2 separate regions of the Mus musculus genome follow, and region 2 is linked to region 1. The links are chromatin contacts, called in public promoter capture Hi-C maps. All regions are on one chromosome and are shown on one strand. The core of a region is the stretch at or near the end of the contact, and the rest is flanking DNA. Distances in the headings are between cores, read along the strand shown.

What was found. Capture Hi-C pulls out chosen DNA fragments and counts their contacts.
Region 2: a promoter capture Hi-C map of liver shows a contact between it and region 1, with 2.6 times the contacts expected there. The contact joins the promoter of Laptm5 here to the promoter of Zscan20 in region 1. A contact is called at or near these places in 1 of 39 promoter capture datasets (pre-B cells) and 1 of 9 other capture datasets (liver).

What each region holds. Positions count from the first base shown.
Region 1 is chr4:128,608,001-128,612,878 of GRCm38.p6, forward strand. Zscan20 (zinc finger and SCAN domains 20) reads right to left here and starts at 2,098. Exons shown (of 8, transcript NM_177758.4): 1 at 1,994-2,098.
Region 2 is chr4:130,910,603-130,915,480 of GRCm38.p6, forward strand. Laptm5 (lysosomal-associated protein transmembrane 5) reads left to right here and starts at 2,714. Exons shown (of 8, transcript NM_010686.4): 1 at 2,714-2,832. The coding sequence starts at 2,746. Gm38599 (a long non-coding RNA gene) reads right to left here and starts at 3,290. Exons shown (of 5, transcript XR_001784452.2): 1 at 3,173-3,290.

The sequences.
Region 1 (4,878 bases), core at 848-3,347:
CCCCAAATGATGAAAGGGTACTCAATCAAAATCAGGGCCACCAGAATTCACTGTATAAAATTCTCACATTTAATTTAAAAACAAAAAAACAAAAACCTTTTTTTTTTTAAGTTGTTCCACTTTACCACAGGGAAGCTGAGCGGGGCCTTGGCAACTGGGTACTGGATGTGAATGCGGAGCTAAGTTCCCCCCCCCCCTCCACCCACTCCTGTGACAACAGAGGAGGAGAGAAGATGCTCCCTCGGTCCAGAGAGAGGACCAGATTGGTTGGGATCCTCTAAGCAGCTGGGAGCTCCCAATGGTTGTCAGTCCTACTGGGCTAACTATGCAATCTATGGCTGTAAGAGGGGAGACTCGCATCTAAGGACTGGAACTGGGGGTGGCAGATAGGCCTCACTTAGCCGACCATCCTCCATCATGGGGGAAGCTACCTAGAGGAGTCTGCTGAGAAATGAGCTCCATATGGATATATGTTGTGATCAATTAGCAATGGCTGCCGGGCCTCAGGTAAAGGAAGCCGCTGTATGCATCCCTATGTGTTGGCCAACACTGTCCTTAAGCCCCCAACAACCTCAGCTCCCAGCAGATATCGATGTCAGGAAGAAGATTGAAGCTCACAGCCCTGGAAGTCCGTAGCCATTTTCAAACGTGGTCTAACAAAGCTCCCCCTGAGAGTCTTTAGCCCACATTCACCAAGTCTTTACTCATTTGCTGGATCTACATTAGATGTCTGCTGTTCTGGGCTGGACCAAAGAAAATGGAGATGATCCAGACACTGCCTGCCCTGATGAAGCTATCTAGTGGAAGAGACAAATAATAATAATGATAATTAATAAATTTAAAAGTCACAGATAATTATATTAATCCAATGTCATAAAGAAAGTGTGATTTGGGAGCTGGGAAGTTGGAGGTGGCAATTTGCTTAAGGAACTGTTGATTTGGTTCTTGAGTACAACGCAGAGAGAATGGGGGAGGGAGGTTACAGCAGAGAGGCAGGCTATGAAATAGTAGAGAAGCAAAATGGCCCACCTGGAGAATGGGAAACACCTTGGCAGCCCCGGAGCGTGCAGTATGGGAAAAGTGGGCTGCAAAGAGCATTATGAAGAATCTACTAGATCAGATTCCATTCAACACGTGTTGCATGCCAGGGATGGATTCCAAGCTGGAGAACAAACGGAAGGTATACAGTTGAGGGTTTCAACAGATCACACTAGCTGCAATGTTTCTCCGAGTTGGAGAAATGAAAATGTGGACACTTCTGCAGAGGCTCCCGGAAGACAGAGGTCATTTTAAGAGATACTAAAGAAATGGCAAGCCTCGAACAGTGTACAGCAAACGGCGTGGATGAAGAAGAATGCAGGCGCAGGTGGAATCAGCTGGTAAAACAAGTAGGTCAGTGGGCGGGTCAGCAGGGGTGGGCGGGTCAGTCGAGGGTGGGCGGGTCAGTAGATAAAGATGCCTTTCACTTCTATCAGTTATGAGGAAAGAAGTACAGGTTTGGGATTGAACACAATAGCCAGTCCCGTCACAGATGACATGAACGCAGGTGTCGAGAATGAAGCACTATTTTAAGGTCAGACTTTCCGCTCAGGGCCTCTTCACTTCTTTGCCAGGGCCCTTGAGTTCTCTCTTCCCTTGATTGTGCTTTTCTAGACCCTAAGGTAACTTCCCCTCACAGCCAAAACGCATCTCTACCACCTTACCCACAGACCTCGGTAAGACCCGTCTCACTGCCCGCCTCTCCAACTCACTCTTCATCCCGACCCCTCGGTGACCCTGCCCATCTCCACACGCTGCAGCCTCTGCCCGCCCGCACTCCCGCCCCGACACACACACACACACACACACACACACACACACACACACACACGCCACGATGCTTGCTTTCCCCTCTCACCTTCCCAGCTCCCCTCCCCCGCGGGTACCACCACCTCCAAAGCCTCCAGCCCAGCGCCTGATTCTCAACTGCACCCCATCCGCCACCCAGACTCACCCACAGAGACACCCACTTCTCAACAGGCCGGAAGTGCTCCCGGGCTCTTGCAGGGGATGCTGGGACGCATAGTCCCAGCGCCGCCAGCCCTGGAACCCGATCTCTGAGACCACAACTCCCAAAAGGCAACGCGCGAGCACCGGTGGCCACTCCTCTATCGGCCGCCTCTCAGATGACGTCAGCCAATGAGTGCCTCATCTTCTCAGGCGCTCTGGTACCGGAACAAATCTTGCAGGGCCAATGCCTGGGGGGGTGTAGCTCGATACTATTCTCTTCCATTGGTTCTGCGGTGACGGTGCCGCCTACTGGGTGGAGTCTAGATTAGAAGGGCGTGGGGTCGGGGTCTACTGAAGAAGCGTGGGGCCCCCTGGGTTGAGCTGGAGAGAGTAGGGAAAAATAATAAAAAAAGGAAAGAGGGTGAATACAGTGACCATCTATTGGGCAAGAGAGAGTTTGTCTGTTGTAACTACAATTTCAAATTCACAAATTCACAACTTAGTTGAGTGGTTTGGCAGAGTTCTATATCTCACCTCTTCACTTGTGAAGTAAGAATAATAGCATTCATGTGACAGGTTTATGTGAGGCATCAGTGAGGCAATAAACCTAGAACTGTTAATTCGGATCCAGGATCCAACTATAGATAGCAGATACTAGCCATTTTTATGTAAATTAGTCTTACGGAGTTTGAATCCCTGGGTGTCAGAAACACGTTAATCCCTGTAGCTGAATAATCTTAGTGTAATACTTAGTTGCTTTGTTCCACGGTCCTGGCTAGTTTCATGCGAACTTGACACGAGCTTGAGTCATCAGAGAAAAGAGAGATTCCGTGAAGAAGATGCCTTCATAAGAGGGACTATGGGAGAACTTGCGGGACTTTCTCGTAATGATTGATAGTGGAGGGCTCAGGCAATTGTGGGTGGGGCTACCCCTGGGCCGGTGGTCTAGGGTTCTGTAAGAAAGCAGACTGAGCAAGCCAGTAAGCAGCGTTTCCTCCATGGCCCCTGCATCAGCTCCTGCCTCCAGGTTCCTGCTTTGTGGGAGTTCCTATCCTGGCTCCCTCCAGTGACAGATTACAACGTGGAAGTGTAAGCCGAATAAACCCTTTCTTCCCCAAGTTGCTTTGGTCACTGCGTTTTGTCATAGCAATAGAAACCCTATGATAAACACTGTAAATACTCTTGAGGTATGAGCCATCTAATAGGAAGCTGGAAATGTGGGTCTTGTAGTCAGTCAGCCATAGATTCAAACCCCAATTCATACATCCCATCTGTATGTCCTTGAACAAACAAACAACTCCATCACGATTGTCTTTTTTTTTTTTCAGCTGTAAAATTTAGGTGACAGAACAAAACCTCCATCTCAGGGTAGGTTCCTGGGAGATTAAAGATAATATGTAGGTAAAACATGGAGTCCAGCCACTTGCTTTCAATGTGGGATCTATGCCTTGATACTCCCTAGCTGCAAAGCCTCCAGCAAACTCCAAACGCCTCTTTTGTAAACATGTTTGTGTGGATAGATGCACTGTGCATGCAGGTGCATGTGCCTGTGGAGGCCTGAGGTCAAAATGAATGCCCTTTTTGGAGCATTCTCCACCCTGATTACTAGAGTGAGGGTCTCTTACTGAACTGAAGGATCCAGCTAGGTTAGCTAACCCATGAGCTCTGGGAATCTGCCTGTCTCTGCCTCCCCATCCCACTTGCCAGTACAGGCGTTACCTATGGCACTGACACTCCTGGCTTTTATATGAATGCTGAGGACCTGAACTGAGACCCTTATTGAACATGTGGCAGGTACCTTATCAATTGTGCTACCTCCCTGTGGTGACTTGAATATCCTTGGCCCAGGGAGTGGCACTATGAGGAGGTGTGGCCTTGTTGGAGGAAGTGTGTCACTGTGGGGGTGGGCTTTAAGACGCTCTTCCTAGCTGCCTGGAAAGAGTCTTCTGTTTGCCTTCAGAACAAGGTGTAGAATTCTCAGCTCCGGGCTGGTGAGATGGCTCAGTGGGTAAGAGCACCTGACTGCTCCTCCAAAGGTCCAGAGTTCAAATCCCAGCAACCACATGGTGGCTCACAACCATCCACAACAAGATCTGACGCCCTCTCCTGGAGTGTCTGAAGACAGCTACAGTGTACTTACATATATTAATAAAATAAATCTTTTAAAAAAAAAAGAATTCTCAGCTCCTCCAGCGCCATGCCTGCCTGGATGCTGCCATGCTTCCAGACATGATGATAATGGACTGAACCTCTGAACCTGTAAGCCAGCCCCAATTAAAGGTTGTCCTTTATAAAAGTTGCCTTGGTGTATGGTGTCTCTTTATAGCAATGGAAATCCCAAACTAAGATACTCCCCTAAACTGCTAAGGCTTCAGTTTCCTCGTCTGGAGAATGGGTGTAATAATACTGAAATCTTCCTTTGAGTGTTGTTGGGAAAAAAATATGCAAAGTTTGTGAAGAGCTTGTCTCCCTCCTGGCGTTCATAAGGTTGAACGACTACTGGCTATTATTTCTATTGAGACCCATGAAACTTGAGCAAATTTGACAGTAGCTAGCATTGGGAAAGGGCTCACTACGTCAGCTAGTATTGCATTTGGGGGAATTCTACATCTTAGTTTTAGTAACTCACTTCAAATTCCTTAGCTAGAAATTATATTCTAGCCGGGCAGTGATGGCGCATGCCTTTAATCCCAGCACTTGGGAGGCAGAGGCAGGCGGATTTCTGAGTTCAAGGCCAGCCTGGTCTACAGAGTGAGTTTCAGGACAGCCAGGGCTACACATAAAACCCTGTCTCAAAAAAAAAAAAAAAAAAACTAAAAAGAAAAAAAGAAAGAAAAGAAATTATATTCTGACTTGTTTTGTTTTGTTTTATTTTGTTTTTTGAGATAG
Region 2 (4,878 bases), core at 1,464-3,963, 2.3 Mb after region 1:
AGTCACTAGCCTGTGGAGTCAGGTGACCCAGCCAGGAGCAAGGGACTCCAGGTCTTGGCAGGTAGACAGTGTAAGGAGGGAGTGTGTGTGTGTGTGTGTGTGTGTGTGTGTCTGTGGGGGACTTGGGTTCAAATCTCACCTCTGTCTCCTCACAGCCCTCCAGCAGGGTGTAGATGAAGGGGTGGGCGGGACTGCCAGAGCGGAAGCCAACAGATGCTTCCTGTGACCGCCCCCCCCCCCTCACTTCGTCTGCCCCGCAGCCTCTGCAGTGTGGAAACAGCAGCTCAGAGAGGCCAAGCTCTGTTCTTGAGATAATGCAGCAACTGGGAGGGGCTGGGCTTTCCCAGGGGCCCGAGATTTCAAGCTGGGTTGTAGCCGCCATGTCTACATGCAGGCAAGACCTCCTTACTATTTCCTTTAAATCCACCAACTGCCTTTTAATTTAATGTGTCTGTTTTAAACTGGAGCTTTATAAGGTCTTGTCAAGGAGGAGTCATAGAATTCATGGGCTGGCTATCATGTATTTTTATAAGGCACATTAAAATAAATTTATCACTATAAAAGCAAAATTGTCTGTCTGCAGATTGTTTAAACTGATGTCACACAGGGTAGGTATGCCTTATCCCTCTCCTCGGAACCGGCTCTGCACCTGGCTCTCCAGACCACGGTAGTATTACCGCAGGCTGTCTGTCATGATTTGTGTCTGTCCATCACCTTTCCAGCCATCAGATCCCAGGGGCCTTGGGGTTTCCCAGAAGTGCTCAGTTCTACTCCAGGGCATCCACCCTGGTCCCTCTGCTGCTCTCCTTACCCAGCTGGAAGTTGTCAGGATTCGAACCCAGGCTACGAGTCCTTTTATGTCAGGGCTCAGCAAGACTTTTGAAGAAGAAAGTGACTTTCAAATGAAGTATTGAAGGGATGACCAGGTCTGCCAGGAGCTTGTGTGTGTGTGTGTGTGTGTGTGTGTGTGTGTGTGTGTGTGTAAGCCAGGTGTTGACTCTGAGTGTCTTTCTCAATGGCTCTCCATATTAGTTTTGGAGACAGGTTCTCTCACTCAACCCGGAGTTCACCTACCGGATTGCAGATGGGCCACCTTACCAAGCCAGCACACGTGTGCTGGGAACCTGAACTCAGGACCTCAGGTCCTCAAGCTTGCTTGGCAAATACTCTATCGATTAAGCTATCCCCCCAGTGCTCAACCTGCCTGATTTTGTTGCCCTGACAGGACAACTCTTTTCAAGATGAGTATGCTGGGGGCCGTTTCTAATCTCTCCTGGGGCAAAAAATGCTGTGGTGTCCAATCCAAACTCCACAGTGTCACAGGACACCTGCTTGGGGCTTCCCACAGGTCTGAGCAAGGGCTTCTTGTCCCTTCCTTTATTGCAGCGTGGGTCATTTATCCCCTGAGACATCAGGGAAGAGTCTTAAGTCAGGGAAGAGTCTCAAACTTACTAATTCCAACGTTTCTTAGAGAGTGGGGAAGAACGCACAATCCCAGGTTTCTGTCTCGAGGGACCCTGCAAAGCGGGTTCGGCCAGGGGTCTCCCAGATCTCCTCCAGGGGTTACAGACCACAAGAGAAAGAGCCTATTACAGGGGCCTGGTACACACTCATGCCTATGGCTTCCCATGTGACAATTCTTCAGAGCCCAGAGTGAGGAGGAGATGGAGATGTGTGAGAAGCCCAGCTTCAGGGAGGGCCTCTAGGGCAGCGGTTCTCAACCTTCCTGGTGCTGTGGTCCTTTAACACAGTTAGTTCCTCATGCTGTGGTGATCCCCACCCATAAAATTATGTTTTGTTGCTACCTCATAACTGTAATTTTACTTCTGCTATGAGTTGTAATGTAAATATCTGATATCCAGAATATCTGATATGTGACTCCCATGAAAGGGTCGGCCGACCCCTGGACAGGTTATGATCCACAGGTTGAGAATTACTACTCTAGAGGCAGTTGGCCTCCGTTCCAGTTCCCACTCCTTTTTAGACTATCTTGGTGACTGCAAGGGAGAAATGGCTTCATCCTGTGCCTCAGTTTTTTCATCTGTGCAATGGGGATAAGAATAGCACCTCCTCCTGGGAAGTGACAGTATTCGCCTTTAATCCCAACACTTGGTAGGGAGAAGCAGGCAGATCTCTATAAGTTTGAGGCCAGCCTGCTCTACAGAGTGAGTTCCAGGACAGCCAGGGCTCTACAAAGAAACCCTGCCCCCCCCCTCCCCCCGCAAACCAAACCAAATCAGACCAGACCAAACCAAACCAAACCAAACCAAACCAAACCAACAGTCCCTCCCTGGAACAGCCCAGGTAAGGAGCTAAGCTTCACAGGATCTCGAAGGAGCAGTTTACTGACAGCTACTGTTTTTACAACCAGACACATTTGAGTTTGAATCCTTCCATTAGAACTACTGTTTGATTAGGGACAGATTTCCATATCGGATTCTTTTTCTAGAAAAGGGCTTCTAGGGCGGTGTTCAGCATCCAGGAAGCAGAGTGCATATAAATGCGGAGCCCAGCCCTGGTGAAGCATTGGAGCCCCTGGGAGTGGTAGATGCCTCAGTCGGGCTCCCTGTGACCCCCCCCCCCCTTCCCTCCCCTGCAGCTGCTACAACCCAGACTTACAGACCTGGCCCCTACCGTCTGAGGGCAAGGCGGAAGTGAGGCAGGCAGCCTGTGGCTTCCTCTTTTTTGTTCTGCTGTGGGCCCAAGACTCCTTACTCAGAGCCTCCGAAGAGGGGACTGCGCACCATGGCCTCCCGTGCAGCGCCGGTCAGACAGACATGCTGTTGTTTCAACATCCGAGTCGCCACCATAGCCCTGGCCATTTACCACATAGTGAGTATTGGGGAGTCTGGGGTGTTTGGTGTGTGTGTGTGTGTGTGTGTGTGTGTGTGTGTGTGTGTGTGCGTGAGGACACACTGAGACCTTCCAACTGGGGGATTGCTACCTATTACTTGTCTGTGGGACCCTGGACAAGCCCTGTGCTACTCTGGGCCTTAGTAGTTCCCTGTGGAGTTGAACAGAATAGTGCCCTTTTGGTTGTGGCTGTGCAAAGAGAAAGGCAGGCTGGCAACGGGGAGGAGTGCAGGTTGGGATTGTTCCAGGATGCCAAGCTCCACACAGGCCCGGGTGTAGGGCTTTCTGGGCCCTTTCCTAGTCTGGGGTCTGGGTTTACCTTTGGACTTCTACTGGGAACCAGCGACTGCTTCCTCTCAGCTCACAGCTCAGTCAAGCTGCCACCTTCTCCCTTCAAGGATGGCTTAAGCTTTGTGGCTGGGGAACTGCTTGGGGGTGGTGGGGGGCAGCCAGCATGTCACAGTGGCTGTCATTGTCACAGTGTGACCCCAGGTCCAGTCTTAGTGACCAGGGATAAGGCTCTCCCTTTGGAGTGGCCTAAAGTTGGAGTCTCTGTTCTCTTCTGCTGGGATTTACCCCTCACCCCCTGCCCCTGGCCACACTTAGCTCTCTGAGGCCCAAACATTTCTTGGCTTCAGTGACTCAGACAGAACCTGTGGCTAACAGCTCTCCTGGGCCTGGAAGAGCTTCCTCAAAATCAACCTAAATCCGTAGGCTGCTGCGCAGAGCCTGGTGACATCTGCTTCCGGCCACAGGCCGTGTGGCACCAGGCAGTGGTACAAACCAGTTCTGTCCTGAAGCTCTTGTGTGCACCTCCCTGCCCCCCTCCCCCATTCCCAGCCTTTGCTGTGCAGTCTCACATGACTTGTTGAACCTCTCTGAGCCTGTTTCTTTAGATCAAAACAGAAGATGAGGATGATAAGAGCTGTGTGTTGGGTGGCTGTGTGGGTGAAGTTGATATCTATAAAGCATGAGGGACATGTGCAACATGGTCCCCTGCCTTTCCATGAGTGTGTCTTGACCCACCTGTCCACCGAAAGCAGGGGTTCTCAACCTTCCTAATGTTGCGACTCTTAAATACGGTCCCTCACGTTGTGGTGACCCCACCCTCCCCAACCGTAACATTATTTTCATTGCTACTTCATAACCATAATTTTACTACTGTTATGAATCATAATGTAAATATATTTTTAGATAAAGAGTTGTCAAAAAGGTCTCAACCCATAGGTTGAGAACCACTGTTCTAGGGCCTGGCATGGGGGATGGGGAGACTCAGAGTCTGTCCTGTACAGCCTCAGCCAGCACAGGAGCTGAGAGGGGCGGTGGCACTCTGTCTCGGCATCAATTCTTTCAGATTGTCATTGCTGAGATAGCACACCATTCTGGGAAGGACGTGACAAGGGTCCTTATGCCAGCTCTGCCAGAGCCAGCTGTTTGAGCTCCTGGGAAAACCCGGCTTGGGGCTTGCTTCCCTATCTAAAGTGGAGACCAGGGGCTGTGGATGGGATCTTTGAACTTAGACGTTTGCAGTATGCTGGAGGTGGGGGTGGGTCACTAAGTGGCTTCAGTGGGGTGGAGGGGCTTGCGGTCGCTGGAACCCTTGCTCCATCTGCTCTGGTGGCTCTGCTCCTGTCTTGCAGAGAAATGTTTCCTGTCTGATTGGCTGGCATCTCAGAAGAGCATAAACATATTAAAAAGTAAATAAACCTGGCAGGCTGCATCGTGCAACCATTGGGTTTTCTTTTTATTCATGCGGTCTAAGCACCTCAGCTGTGGGTGCATGAGTGATGTCCCGTTTCCATAAAGATCAGGACACTGTGGGTCAAGCGATCAGGGAAGGCTTCCTGGAGTGAGTGTCACAGGTGGGGATACTGTAGTGTGGGAGGGGGAGTGTGGATGAGGAGCTGGTGTGCCCGAGGTATGCCAGGTTCCGGACCCTACTGAGACAGTTGGTGGGGGGAGGAAGTGACTTTGTGTGAAGTTGAGCCTTTGAGCCTTTCCTCTGGTGCTCCAGTGTTATTTGGG